2 separate regions of the Arachis hypogaea genome follow, and region 1 is linked to region 2. The links are chromatin contacts, called in public Hi-C maps. All regions are on one chromosome and are shown on one strand. The core of a region is the stretch at or near the end of the contact, and the rest is flanking DNA. Distances in the headings are between cores, read along the strand shown. Region 1 holds the start of LOC112715430 (protein phosphatase 1 regulatory inhibitor subunit PPP1R7 homolog). Region 2 holds the start of LOC112715426 (peroxisomal nicotinamide adenine dinucleotide carrier).

What was found. Hi-C and Micro-C count contacts between places; a contact is called where the count stands out from the background.
Region 1: a contact with region 2 is called in a Hi-C map of leaf, with 3 times the contacts expected there. The contact joins the promoter of LOC112715430 here to the promoter of LOC112715426 in region 2. A contact is called at or near these places in 2 of 8 Hi-C or Micro-C datasets (leaf and an unstated tissue).

The regions. Positions count from the first base shown.
Region 1 is chr10:27,005,056-27,012,619 of arahy.Tifrunner.gnm2.J5K5, forward strand. LOC112715430 (protein phosphatase 1 regulatory inhibitor subunit PPP1R7 homolog) reads left to right here and starts at 3,227. Exons shown (of 7, transcript XR_003159681.2): 1 at 3,227-3,876; 2 at 4,004-4,234; 3 at 4,322-4,468; 4 at 4,601-4,743; 5 at 4,839-4,953; 6 at 6,140-6,287; 7 at 6,380-6,685. LOC112715429 (pentatricopeptide repeat-containing protein At1g77170, mitochondrial-like) reads right to left here and starts at 994. Exons shown (of 1, transcript XM_025767195.3): 1 at 1-994. The coding sequence starts at 840.
Region 2 is chr10:26,778,407-26,786,072 of arahy.Tifrunner.gnm2.J5K5, forward strand. LOC112715426 (peroxisomal nicotinamide adenine dinucleotide carrier) reads left to right here and starts at 6,366. Exons shown (of 11, transcript XM_025767193.3): 1 at 6,366-6,896; 2 at 7,004-7,081; 3 at 7,212-7,286. The coding sequence starts at 6,816.

The sequences.
Region 1 (7,564 bases), core at 1,977-4,476, 220 kb after region 2:
CCCATATCCTACAATCATGGATGTCCATGACGAAACATTTCGATCCTCCATTGATGCAAAAATTCTATATGCCAAGTCCATCCGGCCGCACTTTCCATACATGTCAATCAGCGAATTCAACAACAAAATATCCGTCTTCTCCGAATCCTTAGCCTGTAAAACACATTTGTGCAGCTGGATTGCCAAATTCAAGTCACCAATGCTCCCACAAGCTGATGTCAAGCTAACCATGGTGACACCGTCTGGCACAAACCCATGTCTCCTCATATTGATAAACATGTCTATTGCATCCTGGGCAAGCCCAGCCTGCGAAAGGCCACCTATTATGGCATTCCAAGAACCAAGCTTCGGTTGAGGATTTTCATCAAACACCTTACGTGCACTTCCAAATTCACCAGCTTTACAATACAAACCCAAGAACCCTGTTTCACAATACTCGTTGGATTGCAAACCAAGCTTCACGGCAACAGAATGCAGCTGCTTTCCAAGCTCAACAGCAAAACACTGACACACAGCCTTAAGAACAATGGGCATGGTATAATGATCGGGCAAAACCCCTGCTCGAAGCATTGCAACATGGATGTGAAGTGCCTTGCGTGGAGCATCTAATCTAACATAGGCCCTGATGACATTGTTCCAATTAAAAGGTGCAGGATTTGATTCGAGAAAGTGGGTTGTTAATACATGGGCATATAGTTGGTTCAGTTGACGTATCCCACTACAATTAGACAGCTGGGTAGCTACCAATGCTACAACATCGTTTTCGTGTTTTGTTGTTGCAGAAAAACAACGAGAAATGAAAGCAAAAATGGAACCTTTGAGATGGAACAACCTTGGCATTACAGCATTAGCCAAGTTTGAATCCAAATCATAAGATATGTAGTTTTGTATAGTTTTGTTTTTCCTCTGTAAACTGTGGTGCACAAACCTCAGGCTTCTTACACAGTTCCGAAGCTCTTCCGCCTTCCAGTAGTAAAAGGGTCAAATGAATGGCATAGTTACAGCGGCCTTGTGGCAACCACAAAATAAGAAAAATAAGTTAGGTCCATATCTTAAAACTTTTTTATTTTGTTTTAAATAAATTACTATATAATTTTAAGTTTTTAACCATCTTTTTATTAAATTTTTCACTGAAATAAAATAAAAAATATAATTATTTTTTAAAATTTATTTTTTTAACTTTAATTTTTTAAATACGATTTTTTTTATTTAAAACAAATTCGTCGGTAAGGCGAACTCTATAAAAGATATAAAATTTGTCGGGAGTATGGCAAACTCGCTCTAACTTCAAATAAAAAAATTGTATTTAAAAATTAAAATAAAAAAATAATTATTTTTTATTTTATTTTAGAGAAAAATTATCTCTTTATTTGATATTTATATAAATAAAAATATCATATATTTATATAATTTTAGAATAATTATTTAGAATAAAAAAAATTAACAAGAAAGACAATTTTATATATATATATAAAATAAAACTTTACATTTAAGTCATAATTCTAATGAAATTCAACTAAGTATTTTAAATTCATACGTGCACATTTTAGTTTAAATTCACGTACGTAGATTCTTCTTTTTTGTGTCTTCTTTTTTTTTTCTTTTTCGTTATCGTTCTCTTTCGTTATCGTTATCAGCAACAACACTAATATTTTTGCTAACATCTTTATTGGTTCTTATTTTCTCTAGTGCCATTATTATATAATTTCGGTTCATTTCTTAGTTTATTTGAGGTTCATTTGAATTCAGAAATAAATTCAACATATTTTTGTTGATGATTGAATTTTTTTTAATGTTTTGTTCAAATCTAAACTAATTTTGGTTCATTTGTAAATTAATTGAGGTTCACTTGATGCTGCTATTAACTATTAACCAAATTTTTTATTCCTTAAGAAATTTCAATTCATTTCTTAGTTTAATTTAGGTTCACTTGGTTTCATTTTATTTGAATTTGCTAAACTTATTCATACGTAGTTGTTTAGTTAGTTTTTGTTCAAATATAAACTAATTTCGGTTTATTTATAAATTAATTGAGGTTCACTTGATGTTGTTGTTAAGTATTGATCAAATTTTTTGTTCTTTAAGAAATTTCGATTCATTTCTTAGTTTAATTTAAGTTAATTTGGTTTCGTTTCACTTGAATTTGCTGAACTTGTTCATGTGTAGTTGTTTAGTTAGTTTTTGTTTAAATCTAAACTAATTTCAGTTCATTTGTGAATTAACTAAGGTTCACTTGATGCTGCTGTTAAATATTGACCAAATTTTTTATTCCTTAAGAAATTTCAATTCATTTCTTAGTTTAATTTAGGTTCATTTGGTTTCGTTTCATTTGAATTTGTTGAACTTGTTCATATGTAGTTGTTTAGTTAGTTTTTGTTCAAATCTAAACTAATTTCGGTTTATTTATAAATTAATTGAGGTTCACTTGATGTTGTTGTTAAGTATTGACCATATTTTTTGTTCTTTAAGAAATTTCGATTCATTTCTTAGTTTAATTTAAGTTCATTTGGTTTTGTTTCGCTTGAATTTGCTGAACTTGTTCATGTGTAGTTGTTTAGTTAGTTTTTGTTAAATCTAAACTAATTTTGGTTCATTTGTGAATTAACTGAGGTTCACTTGATGCTGCTATTAAATATTGACCAAATTTTTTATTCCTTAAGAAATTTTAGTTCATTTCTTAGTTTAATTTAGGTTCATTTGGTTTTGTTTTATTTGAATTTCTCCTCCTTATCTTTCGCTTCTTTACTTCTTCTTTTTCATCTTTTTTTAATTTTATTTTCTCAAAATTCTTTTTGATTTACTTTCTTGAGAGGAATAAAACCAAAAAAAGAAACGCGAAAAAGAAAGAGGAGGAACACGAAAAAGAAGGAATAGAAATTCAAAGAAAGAAGAGGAGAAACGCAAAAAATAAGGAGGATGAGGAAAGAAATGCGAAAAGATTTATGTAATTGAAGTGTGTATTCAGACTCCACTAATAAAACTGATTTTTGTTAAATTTATACTAATTTAATTGGATTTATTTATCAAAAAGACTTGAACATGTAAAAGGAGTCCAAAAAATGATAGACAAGCTCATCTATTTTTTGTTTAAATCGCAAGTTATACAAACTAAGTTTAATTAATCAACTTTTAAATGAGTTGTGATTTTATACTCTACTCATTTTTGTTTTAATCGCAAGTTATATTTTTTTTGGTCAAGTAGATTGGATAACACTCAATCTTAGGTACAACATATATCCATACACTCCTCGTATGTTTACCAATTTTTTCTCTTCGATTATAGTTAGTAGAAGTTGAGTCCGAAACCTTTGAGATGAAGAGGGGATGGAATGTGTGTGAGCTACGGCTCATTCAATCGATTTGTGTAAAAGGTATGCTTACTATCGAAAGGCCAGTTTCTGGGCTTGGAAAAAATATTATTGGGCTGGACATAACGGCCGAATACTCTGACTTCCTCTTTTCTGTTCATCAATTAAAAGCAAAACAATGTTCTTGACAAAAAATAATTAAATAAAAAAACAATGTTTTAGTTGAGCGTAAGCTGCAGTAAGAGGGCTGAAAATATTCGTGGCCGAGAAAAGAATGGCGGACGAAACATCGTCGGAGGTGGAAGCATCATCGGCCGGAAGGGATGGGGAGGAAGGGGATCCTTCAGCGACGGTGCTGGATCTCACGAGCTGCCAGATGCACGACCTCGACTCGGTCGAGTTACCCCCTAACCTGACCGAGTTGGACCTCACAGCGAATCGTTTGTCGTCGTTGGACCCTCGCATTGGGAACCTCTCTCATCTCAAGAAGCTCTCTTTTCGTCAGAATCTCATCACAGACGACGCCGTTTTGCCCCTTTCTTCCTGGAACGCTCTCTCCGATCTCCAGGTACTCTCTCTCTCTCTCTCTCTCTCTCTCCCCATTTAGGGTGAAATTGGGCGTCAACTTAACCTAATTGAGTTTGGCGTGTAAATTTACGTGGAATTGGAATAATCGGGTGTGGTGCAATACGTAGGAGCTTGTGCTGCGGGATAATCAATTGAGGAAGATTCCTGATATGAAGATATTTAAGAGCCTTTTGGTTTTCGATGTTTCCTTCAACGAAATCAACTCTCTTCATGGCTTGTCCGCTGTCTCCAACACCCTCAAGGAGCTCTATGTCTCGAAGAATGAAGTTCCTAAGATTGAAGAGATTGATCACTTCCTTGACTTGCAGATTCTTGAACTCGGTTCCAACAAGTTGCGGGTTAGTTAGTTACTTAGTTGGTTCGTGGCATGTACTTGAACTGTGCTGTGATTGATTGATTGATTTTGATTTCGATTTTTGGTTCAGGTGATGGAGAATCTGCAGAACTTGACGAATTTGCAGGAGCTGTGGCTTGGCCGGAATCGGATTAAAGTTGTAAACCTATGTGGTCTCAAATCCATCAAGAAGCTTAGTTTGCAAAGCAATCGCCTCACTTCGATGGCAGGATTCGAGGTATTGCATCAAGCAAAATTTTTTAGTTTAGCGAAGAGTCATTACTCAAACTGAAACTTGTTTATGACACGTTTTCTTTTCCTCATTGTTTTAATTTGAAGTTAATATCTTTGGATCGTGTTTTGGATTTAGGGTTGCGTAACGTTAGAAGAACTATACCTGAGCCATAATGGTATCACAAAAATGGAAGGCTTGTCTTCTCTGGTCAACCTTCGGGTTTTAGATGTATCATCAAATAAGCTAACCTCTGTGGATGACATTCAGAACCTCACAAAGTATGTATATACCTTCATTTTTTACACAATATAATCCTTGGTAGTTGCTAGCCTTATGTTCTTAATTTTATTGCTCCTTTTAATCTACTATACAGATTAGAAGATTTGTGGCTGAATGACAATCAAATAGATTCGCTTGAAGGGATTGCTGGGGCTGTTGCTGGTTCAAAAGAAAAGCTTACCACTCTCTACCTAGAAAATAACCCATGTGTATGGTTTAGTATTTCAGCCTTACAAGTTTTGGTGGAAATTGGGTCTGCCTTTTTTTTTCTGTCACAGTTGTCTTGTCTATACTTTCAACAACTTCGAATTATTTTTTAAAATTTATATTTTTAGAATTTTTATATAGTTATATTTACTCGTATATAAATATAAATTCCTGCAATAAATGAATAACTGTCATTGCTCCTCTCGTTTAAGAATTATGTTTTTCTCTTAAATTTATATTAATTACATATATTGTGTTATAGCATATCATGTCGCTAGAACTGAAAGTGAGTCAAGCTAGCTCGAACTCGACTCGTTAACAGCTCAAGAAGCTGAGCTTGTGGGCCGAGCTTGAGCTTGAATTTGAGCTCATATATTAAATGAGCCGAATTTGAGCTTGGGTAAGCTCAACTCACTGGCTCGATTATATATGCATATAAAGTTATAACTATATATTACTTGTTATAATTATTTATATTAGTACATATATTATGTATTTTATACTTTTAATTTATAATTATAATATATAATTTCAAACATACAACTATAACATTCACGTTTGTTAAATATATGAAGGTGTATTGTTTTTAATGTTTGTCATATCTGAATTGTAATATCTTTATTTATTTTATTGTAGGTCGAATGGATAACAGGTCTAATTAAATTATTTATGATAAAAGAAAGCAACATATTTATATATTAATGTTTTGCTAACAAATTTGTTAGTCATCTTTTATATATGATTTTGATAGAGCACATAAATTATAATTGATAGATATACCATATATATAATTGATAGATTATGAATGAGTCGAGTCGTGAGCCAAGCTTAATTTTTATTAGTCGAGCTTGGCTTGGTCTGACGTGACTCAGCTCGGATCACTTCTAGCCCTACATGTCGGATAGTTTCTGAACATTGTCATATATTCGTATGTCTATGGCATATCCATATCACTTGTCAGTGTCCATGTTTCATAGGTTGCTCTTCTATGTGAATATGGTTTTTCCTTTCCCAATACAATGTATCATCTCTTTACTTTTTCCACACGCACATACTCACATCCCCAGCTCAATTGTAGATTCTGAGTAATGCTTTCCTTATTATCACTATTTATCCTTTTTTCCCCTTCGCAGTTAAATGAACTATATAACTATTTATGTAAGAACTAATCCTTCCGTTGTCATGCAGGCTAAGACACCCAACTATACTGCCATCCTGAGGGAGATCTTCCCCAACATCCAACAAATTGATTCTGAAATATTCTCTTAGAAGTTTTTTGGCTTTAAGCTTTTTCGGAAATTGGTAGCCTTTAAACTTTGTCGCTTCACATTCATTTGTAAGTTATATATATTCAATGAATGGTTAATAGCTGCATTTTAGATTGCAGATTTTGTTGATATCTTTGATGCCTTTCTGTCATGCATGCAGATCCTGGTTTGAAAGATTGATGATTTGGCTGTGTCCACCTGAAGAGCATATGCGTAACAGTCATTGGACAAGTTTATGTGGGATTACTATTGTTTACTACTTACGAGTAAAATGAACATGCTTGTTATATGTTTCTTGTTTTGCGGAACACTCTTGTTTTATCATGTTTATGTAGCAGACAATTTTTTGAGTAACGTTTTCTTTTGCTGTGTTAATGTTATATCGAGCTACCTCACCTTATAAACAGGAGGATGTAATTTAATGATCGTCTTTCAGATTCATTGAAAATTATCCATAGCAAGTAAATATTTGTCTTCTGTAGTATCCATTCAGCATACTAGTATTATATCATATATGCAGACAATTATTACATGTTTAATTTATGCTAGTTAGATTTTGGTTGGCAAATTCTAATTCTTTTAAGGAACTTGGAAGTGTCATCGGCAAAACTCGTAATAGCTTGAATGGTTCTACTGATTCCATTGACGAGATGTTCAACAGGTTGAGGGAAATGCTTGAAGCTGAGACTTGCCGAACCATTGAACGAGAAACTTTTTAAGTCTTCCTCTATCATAGCAGAAACATTAACGAAACTAACAATGGCCCTTTGGCTCTTTCTTGTACTGATGATTATATAATCTCCAAGTACTGATCTTGTTCTTCAAGAAAAGGTTCAATCCTAGTTACTGAAACTTTATGTCATCCTTCTCCATGAGTTCAAAACTCTGTTAAATGGGTCACCGTCCACCTCTCCAAAACCTTCAATTCCATACTGAGGCACTTGTAAGGTCATTTTCCTTAGTATTGCAGATCATATCATCATATCAAAAGAAAATCTTGTCATCATGTGCTTTGAATAACTTTATTTTGGTTCTGAATTGATGCTATGCAGTAAATATATACCATAGCCAGATTTGATATTTTTTATTAACATTCTTTATTCGAGCTCATAAGATTAATCATTTTTAATATAAAATCTCTGTAATGACATTTATTTTTTATAATGAAATTTTGTTGCGGTTGGTTAATTGTTAGTTTGATATATTTGTTAGTTGATTGCTCTTATGTTAAAGAACTTGATATTGAATTAATATATCTGTTTGAATTTATTCTGATTTTGACTAATTTGTTAGAATGTAAACTTCTGATTTTGTCTTTAAATTTGTTAGATAGTTAGATGACTCT
Region 2 (7,666 bases), core at 5,116-7,615:
AATTGGTGCAGGGATGTAAATCCTTGACACCTCAGGATCTGTGAACCCCACAGGATCATCTCAGGATCTGTGTACCCCACAGGATCCCCACCTACCTCAACTCACCTTCTCTCTTCTTCACCAATCACCTCAATCTCTCTTCCTCATCACCCCTCTTCACCACTCACATCCATCCATCTCTTTCCCACCCAATCCCACCCATATGGCCGAAACATACACATCTCTCCCTCTCCTCCATATCTTCTTTTCCTTCCATTCTTTCTTCTTTGCTCGAGGGCGAGCAACATTCTAAGTTTGCTGTGGTAAAAGCATAGCTTTTTTGTTTTTTCATAACCATTGATGGCACCTAAGGCCAGAAAAACCTCAAAAAAAAAAAGAAAAAAGGGAAAACAAAAAGCTTCCACCTCCGAGTCATGGGAGATGGAGAGATTCATCTCAAGAATCCATAGCTCAATAGTAAAGCATTTGACTGCAAATGAAGAGATCCCTGAGATACCTCAGGGGATACATGTTCCTCTACATAATTATTGGGAGCAACTAAGGATAGGAGCACCAAAATCACTAGGGATCAAGCAACAAAGGCAAGGAAGAGACATAAAGGAGCTCAAAAAGCACCATTGATCCTTCAAAAAAGGCGCCACCCTCACTAAGGTGGACTCATTCCTTAACTTCCTTGTTCTTATCTCTGTTTTTCGATTTTTAAGCTTTATGTTATCTATGTTTGTGTCTTTATTACATGATCATTAGTATGTAGTAACTATGTCTTAAAGCTATGAATAATTCCATGAATCCTTCACCTCTCTTAAATGAAAAATGTTTCTAAATCAAAAGAACAAGAAGTACATAAGTTTCGAATTTATCCTTGAATTTAGTTTAATTATATTGATGTGGTGACAATAATTTTTGTTTTCTGAATAAATGCTTGAACAGTGCATATTTTTTATCTTGTTGTTTATGAATGTTAAAATTGTTGGCTCTTGAGAGAATGATGAACAAATAGAAATGTTATTGACAATCTGAAAAATCATGAAATTGATTCTTGAAGCAAGAAAAAGCAGTGAAAAAGCAAAAGCTTGCGAAAAAAAAGTGGCAAAAAAATAATAATAGAAAGAAAAAGAAAAAGCAAGCAGAAAAAGCCAATAGCCCTTAAAACCAAAAGGCAAGGGTAAAAAGGATCCAAGGCTTTGAGCATCAATGGATAGGAGGGCCCAAGGAAATAAAATCCAGGCCTAAGCGGCTAAATCAAGCTGTCCCTAACCATGTGCTTGTGGCATGCAGGTCCAAGTGAAAAGCTTGAGACTGAGTGGTTAAAGTCGTGATCCAAAGCAAAAAGAGTGTGCTTAAGAACTCTGGACCCCTCTAACTGGGGACTTTAGCAAAGCTGAGTCACAATCTGAAAAGGTTCACCCAGCTATGTGTCTGTGGCATTTATGTATCCGGTGGTAATACTGGAAAACAAAGTGCTTAGGGCCACGACCAAGACTCATAAAAGTAGCTGTGTTCAAGAATCAACAAACTTAACTAGGAGAATCAATAACACTATCTGAAATTCTAAGTTCCTATAGATGCTAATCATTCTAAACTTCAAAGGAGAAAGTGAGATGTCAAAACTGTTCAGAAGCAAAAAGCTACAAGTTTCGCTCATCTAATTAGAACTAATATTCATTGATATTTTAGGATTTATAGTATATTCTCTTCTTTTTATCCTAATTGATTTTCAGTTGCTTCGGGACAAGCAACAATTTAAATTTGATTTTGTGATGAGCGGATAATTTATACGCTTTTTGGCATTGTTTTTAGGTAGTTTTTAGTAGGATCTAGCTACTTTAAGGATGTTTTCATTATTTTTTATGCTAAAATCACATTTCTGGACTTTACTATGAGTTTGTGCATTTTTTTGTGATTTCAGGTACTTTCTGGCTGAAATTGAGAGACCTAAGCAAAACTCTGATAAGAAGGCTGACAAAGGACTGCTGATGCTGTTGGATTCTGACCTCCCTGCACTCGAAATGAATTTTCTGGAGTTATAGAACTCCAAATGGTGCGCTCTTAACGGCGTTGGAAAGTAGACATCCAGAGCTTTCCAGCAATAGTTAATAGTCCATACTTTATTCTAGATTAGATGATATAAACTGGCGCTCAATGCCAGTTTCATGTTGTATTCTGGAGTCAAACGCCAAAAACACGTCACGAACCAGAGTTGAACGCCAAAAACACGTTGCAACTTGGCGTTCAACTCCAAAAGAAGCATCTGCACGTGGAAAGGCCAAAAACATGTTGCAACTTGGCGTTCAACTCCAAAAGAAGCCTCTGCACATGGAAAGCTCAAGCTTAGCCCAAGCACATACCAAGTGGGCCCCGGAAATGGATTTCTGCATCAATTACTTACTTCTATAAACCCTAGTAGCTAGTCTAGTATAAATAGGACATTTTACTATTGTATTAGGTGTCTTTTGACCATTCGGTCTTTGACCACGTATCTGGTCCTTCTCCTTATTTTCGAATTCATATCACATTTTGGAGGCTGGCCATTCGGCCATGCCTGGACCATCATCAGTTATGTATTTTTAACGGTGGAGTTTCTACACACCATAAATTAAGGGTGTGGAGCTCTACTGTACCTCGAAGTTTTAATGCAATTACTACTATCTTTCATTCAAATTCAATCTTATTTCTGTTCTAAGATACTACTCGTACTTCAACCTGATGGATGAGATAATCCGTGACACTCATCATCATCCGTCCCTATGAACGCGTGCCTGACAACCACTTCCGTTCTACAAGCGAAAGCCAGAGTGTGTATCTCTTGGATTCCTGATGCACGACGCATGGTTGCTTTCGCCTGACAACTGAGCCTTCCATTCCATGAGATCAGAGTCTTCGTGGTATAAGCTAGAATTGATGGAGGCATTCATGTGAATCCGGAAAGTCTAAACCTTGTCTGTGGTATTCCGAGTAGGATTCCGGGATTGAATGACTGTGATGAGCTTCAAACTCGCGATTGTTGGGCGTGATGACAAACGCAAAAGAATCAAGGGATTCTATTCCAACATGATCGAGAACTGACAGATGATTAGTCGTGCCGTGACAGAGCATTTGGACCTTTTTCACTGAGAGGATGGGATGTAGCCATTGACAACGGTGATGCCCTACATAGAGCTTGCCATGGAAAGGAGTAAGAAGGATTGGATGAAGGCAGTAGGAAAGCAGAGATTCAGAAGGAACACAGCATCTTCATACGCCTATCTGAAATTCCCATTGATGATCTACATAAGTATTTCTATCTTTATTTTCTGTTTATTTATTATTATTCGAAAACTCCATAACCATTTATTATCCGCCTGACTGAGATTTACAAGATGACCATAGCTTGCTTCATACCAACAATCTCCGTGGGATCGACCCTTACTCATGTAAGGTTTATTACTTGGATGACCCAGTGCACTTGCTGGTTAGTTGTGCGAAGTTGTGAAGAAAGTGTTGAGCTATAAACGCGCATACCAAGTTGAATGCCATTATTAGAGATCACAATTTCGTGCACCAATAATCTTTTGAACTTCCAGTTCACATTGCCCTGATCGAGGATCTAAATGCATCAACGATGATGCATTCCAGTTAAGCTCCTTTTCAGGAAGCTTATTCTCTCCCTCTAATGTTGGAAATTTTGATTCATCAAAATGACAATCCGCAAACCGGGCTTTAAATATATCTCCAGTTTGTATCTCAAGATACCTCACTATAGAGGGAAAATCATATCGAACATATATCCCCAATTTTCTTTGGGGTGCCATTTTGGTGCGATTAGGTGGTGCAATGGGAACATATATCGCACACCCAAATATTCTTAAATGGGAAACATTTGGCTGGTGGCCAAAAGCTAATTGCATAGGAGAGAAGTGATGGTAACTCGTTGGTCTCAAATGAATAAGTGCTGCGGCATGTAAAATAGCATGCCCCCAAACTGAGGTTGGGAATTTGATCTCATAAGCAAGGGTCTAGCAATTAATTGGAGGCGTTTAATAAGCAATTCTGCTAACTCATTTTGTGCGTGAACATAAGCTACTAGATTTTAAACACTTATTCCATTAGCCATACAATAAGCATCAAAAGGTTGGGAAGTAAATTCACCAGCATTATCAAGACAAATTGCTTTGATTGGATTTTCTAGAAATTGTGCTTTTAATCGAATAATTTGAGCCAGTAATCTCGCAAACGCCAGGTTGCGAGAGGACAATAAGCACACATGTGACCATCTCGAAGATGCGTCTATTAGGACCATAAAATATCTAAAAGATCCACATGGTGGATGAATAGGTCCACATATATCACCTTGAATCCTTTCTAGAAATTCAGGAGACTCAAATCCAATCTTTACTGGAGATGGCCTTAAAATTAACTTTCCCTGAGAACATGCAGCACAACAAAATTCACTAGTTTTAAGAAGCTTCTGGTTCTTTAGTGAATGTCCATGGGAGTTTTCAATAATTCTCTTCATCATGGTTGTTCTCGGATGACCCAATCTATCATGCTAAGTTATGAATTCATTTGGGCTAGTAAACTTCTGGTTTACGATGGCATGTGATTCTACTGCACTAATCTTGGTATAGTATAACCCAGAAGAAAGTGAGGATAATTTTTCTAATATAACCTTTTCATTTGAATCATGAGTTGTGGTACATAAGTACTCATGACTTTCCTCATTCATAGTCTCAATATGATATCCATTTCGGCGAATATCTTTAAAGCTCAACAAGTTTCTTCGAGACTTAGTAGACAATAGTGCATTATTTATTATGAATTTTGTTCCTCCAGGAAACAAAATTATAGCTCTTCCGGAGCCTTCTATCACATTGTCCGAGCCAATAATAGTATTAACATATTCTTCTTTTGGCACAAGATGGGTAAAATATATATCACTTTTAAGAATAGTGTGCGAACTTGCACTATCCGCAAGGCAAATATCTTCAGAATATGTCCTTGTCATTTTTCTTCAAAAACAAATGATAATTATAAAATGAGTAGAAGTACATGCACAGTCAAATTATTCACATGAATACTTAACAAACACATACACATATCAAACTATTCCATCATTGATCAAATAGCCAATATTACCTTCAGAATCCTTAAAGAAATTAGATACATCATAATGAGTGGTGGAATTTTCATCATTTGAAACAAAATTTGTTTCCTTTTCTTTGTCATCCCTTTTCAAGGATGCTTAATAAGGATTAACTAGGTGCCTTGGAGTACGACAGGTACGTGACCAATGGCCCTTTCCACCACAACGGAAGCATTTATCCTCAATTGATATACTTTGCCCATTATTTCTTTCTTTATCCCACTTCTAGTGAGATCTTTCTTGTGAACATAATTTCTTTTCCTTCCATAATTTTTCTTGTTATCAAAATCTTGTTATTTACCTCTTCTGGGGTTAATTGCCGCATTTACTTCAGGAAATGGGGCGGCGCCAACTGGGCGCGCTTCATGATTCCTTAAAAGTAACTCATTGTTGCGTTCAGCAACAAGAAAGTAAGAAATTAACTCAGAATATTTTTGAATTTTTTTCTTGATACTGCTGCTGCAGGAGCACATTCGAGACATGGAAGGTCAAAAAAGTTTTCTCTAACATATCAGGTTTGAGGAAGTATCACATGATTGTACATTTCTTCAAAGTCTTTCCACAGATCTGCAAGATCTTTTAATGTGGGATATTTATTTTTCAATCATTCGTCAAGATGACGATGAAGGAAAATCATGGCCTTGACTTTTATCCTTCTGGGATGTATTATTTTCAACCTCAATGGTATCTTCAAGATCCATTGAATCAAGATGGATTTTAACATCTATATCCATGATAAATAATTATTTCTAAATATATCAAGAGCATTATATTTAAAATGAAAGAGTTTTAACATAATAAAAATTTGTTACCTGGAGTCTTCCTAAAATTTGATCAGAGTCTCGTGCTGATAACGTGTTGTAGAATAACTAAATAAATAAATAAGGAAGAGGTAACAAATATAAAATATGAAATATAACTTGATAACTCTAATAGTAATATTCACTATAATTACTATATCAATATAGTAGATATAATTAATATATTTAATAATATTAAAATATTTAAGAGAATAGTACGAAAGAGAAAGAATATTACGAGAGAGAGAAGCTATTGTTTTTATTATTGTTGTACCTCATATGCTTCCGACCCTCCTTCTATTTATACTTGTACAAAGGATTCTTTTTCAAAGTTTCATAAAGCTTAGTCTTTCTTGAGAAATTAAAATTCTCTATTAGAAAAGTTAGCCGTCCAACATTGTGAAGAAAGTCACAATATATTAAATGGGCATCCATTCATATATATCACAACACATTTCAATATTTTTGTTAAATAAATTTTATTTGTATGAGGTCATGATTGAATTTATTTTTTTTAAAGGCTAAAATTAATACCAGCCTTAGTTTGTATTTTTTTTAATAAATGAGTTGCGAAAGTGCACTTGGCAGTTGAGCACCCCTTATAGCTTGTTTCCTTAACGGTTAACAACGTCAACGTTATTTGCTTTTTCCCAAACACAACAACCAAAACGAAAGCTTCGTCACAAAATTCCGAAAGTCGTGCTTCCATGCCTTTATTCCATTCCATTCTCTTGATCCATATTGAAAATAAATAATTACTATACTAATTACTATACACTCTCTATTACTAAATCTTAATTTCTTTTTCTGCTTAGTTACCAGTTGCCATGCTTTCCTGAGAAATATTTTCATTTTCCCGAGAAAATAAATAATAACAGAAAAGAAGAAAAGAAATGTCGGACGCTTTGATCAATGGATTGGCCGGAGCTGGGGGAGGGATCATTTCTCAGCTCATAACATACCCTCTTCTAACTGTAAGAATTTGGTTTCAAAATCCGATCCTCTCGTGAAAATAGTGGGTTTTCTCTTAAGACGTGAAAGATTTGAGTTTTATAATTATTTTTTCTGGTGTGATCTGCAGTTAAACACTCGCCAACAAACCGACCGTGATGTAAAGAAAATCAAGAGTAAAGTTGGAACCCTCGACCAAATGTGCCAGGTCCTTTTTTCTGTCTTTATTTCAGCTTGAATCATAATGCCATAGTGTAATTTTTTTTTGGCTAAATAATTTATTTTATGAAAGGAAGAAAGCGAGGTTTGTGATTGTTGGGAAAAAAATACTGATATAGGTTGTGAAGGAAGAAGGGTGGGAACGATTGTATGGAGGGTTGATACCATCACTAGTTGGTACTGCTGCATCTCAGGTGAGCTTATTTCAGCTTACTATGTTTGGAGATTTTTTATTTTTTGTATCAGACACCTCTTCTTGTGTAATTGTAACTGTTGTTGATGTTGCTGCAAGTTTTTCTAAGGTGATCTCACACTCCCTCTAATGGTCGAGAGGTGTGTCAGTTCGGCATACAAGAAAAAATGAGTTTATAAAACATTGCTGCTATTTGTTTACTTTGTTGATCAATATTGATATTTCCTAATTTCTAAACAAAGAATTTTTTTTTAATTTACAAGTTAGGAAGGAGATTAGGATGATGTTTCGGAAATGTATATCACACTATTTGTTGATATATTTCATTTTTGTGATAATGAATGGGAAAATTAGATTGAAAATAAACTCCAAAGTGATCTT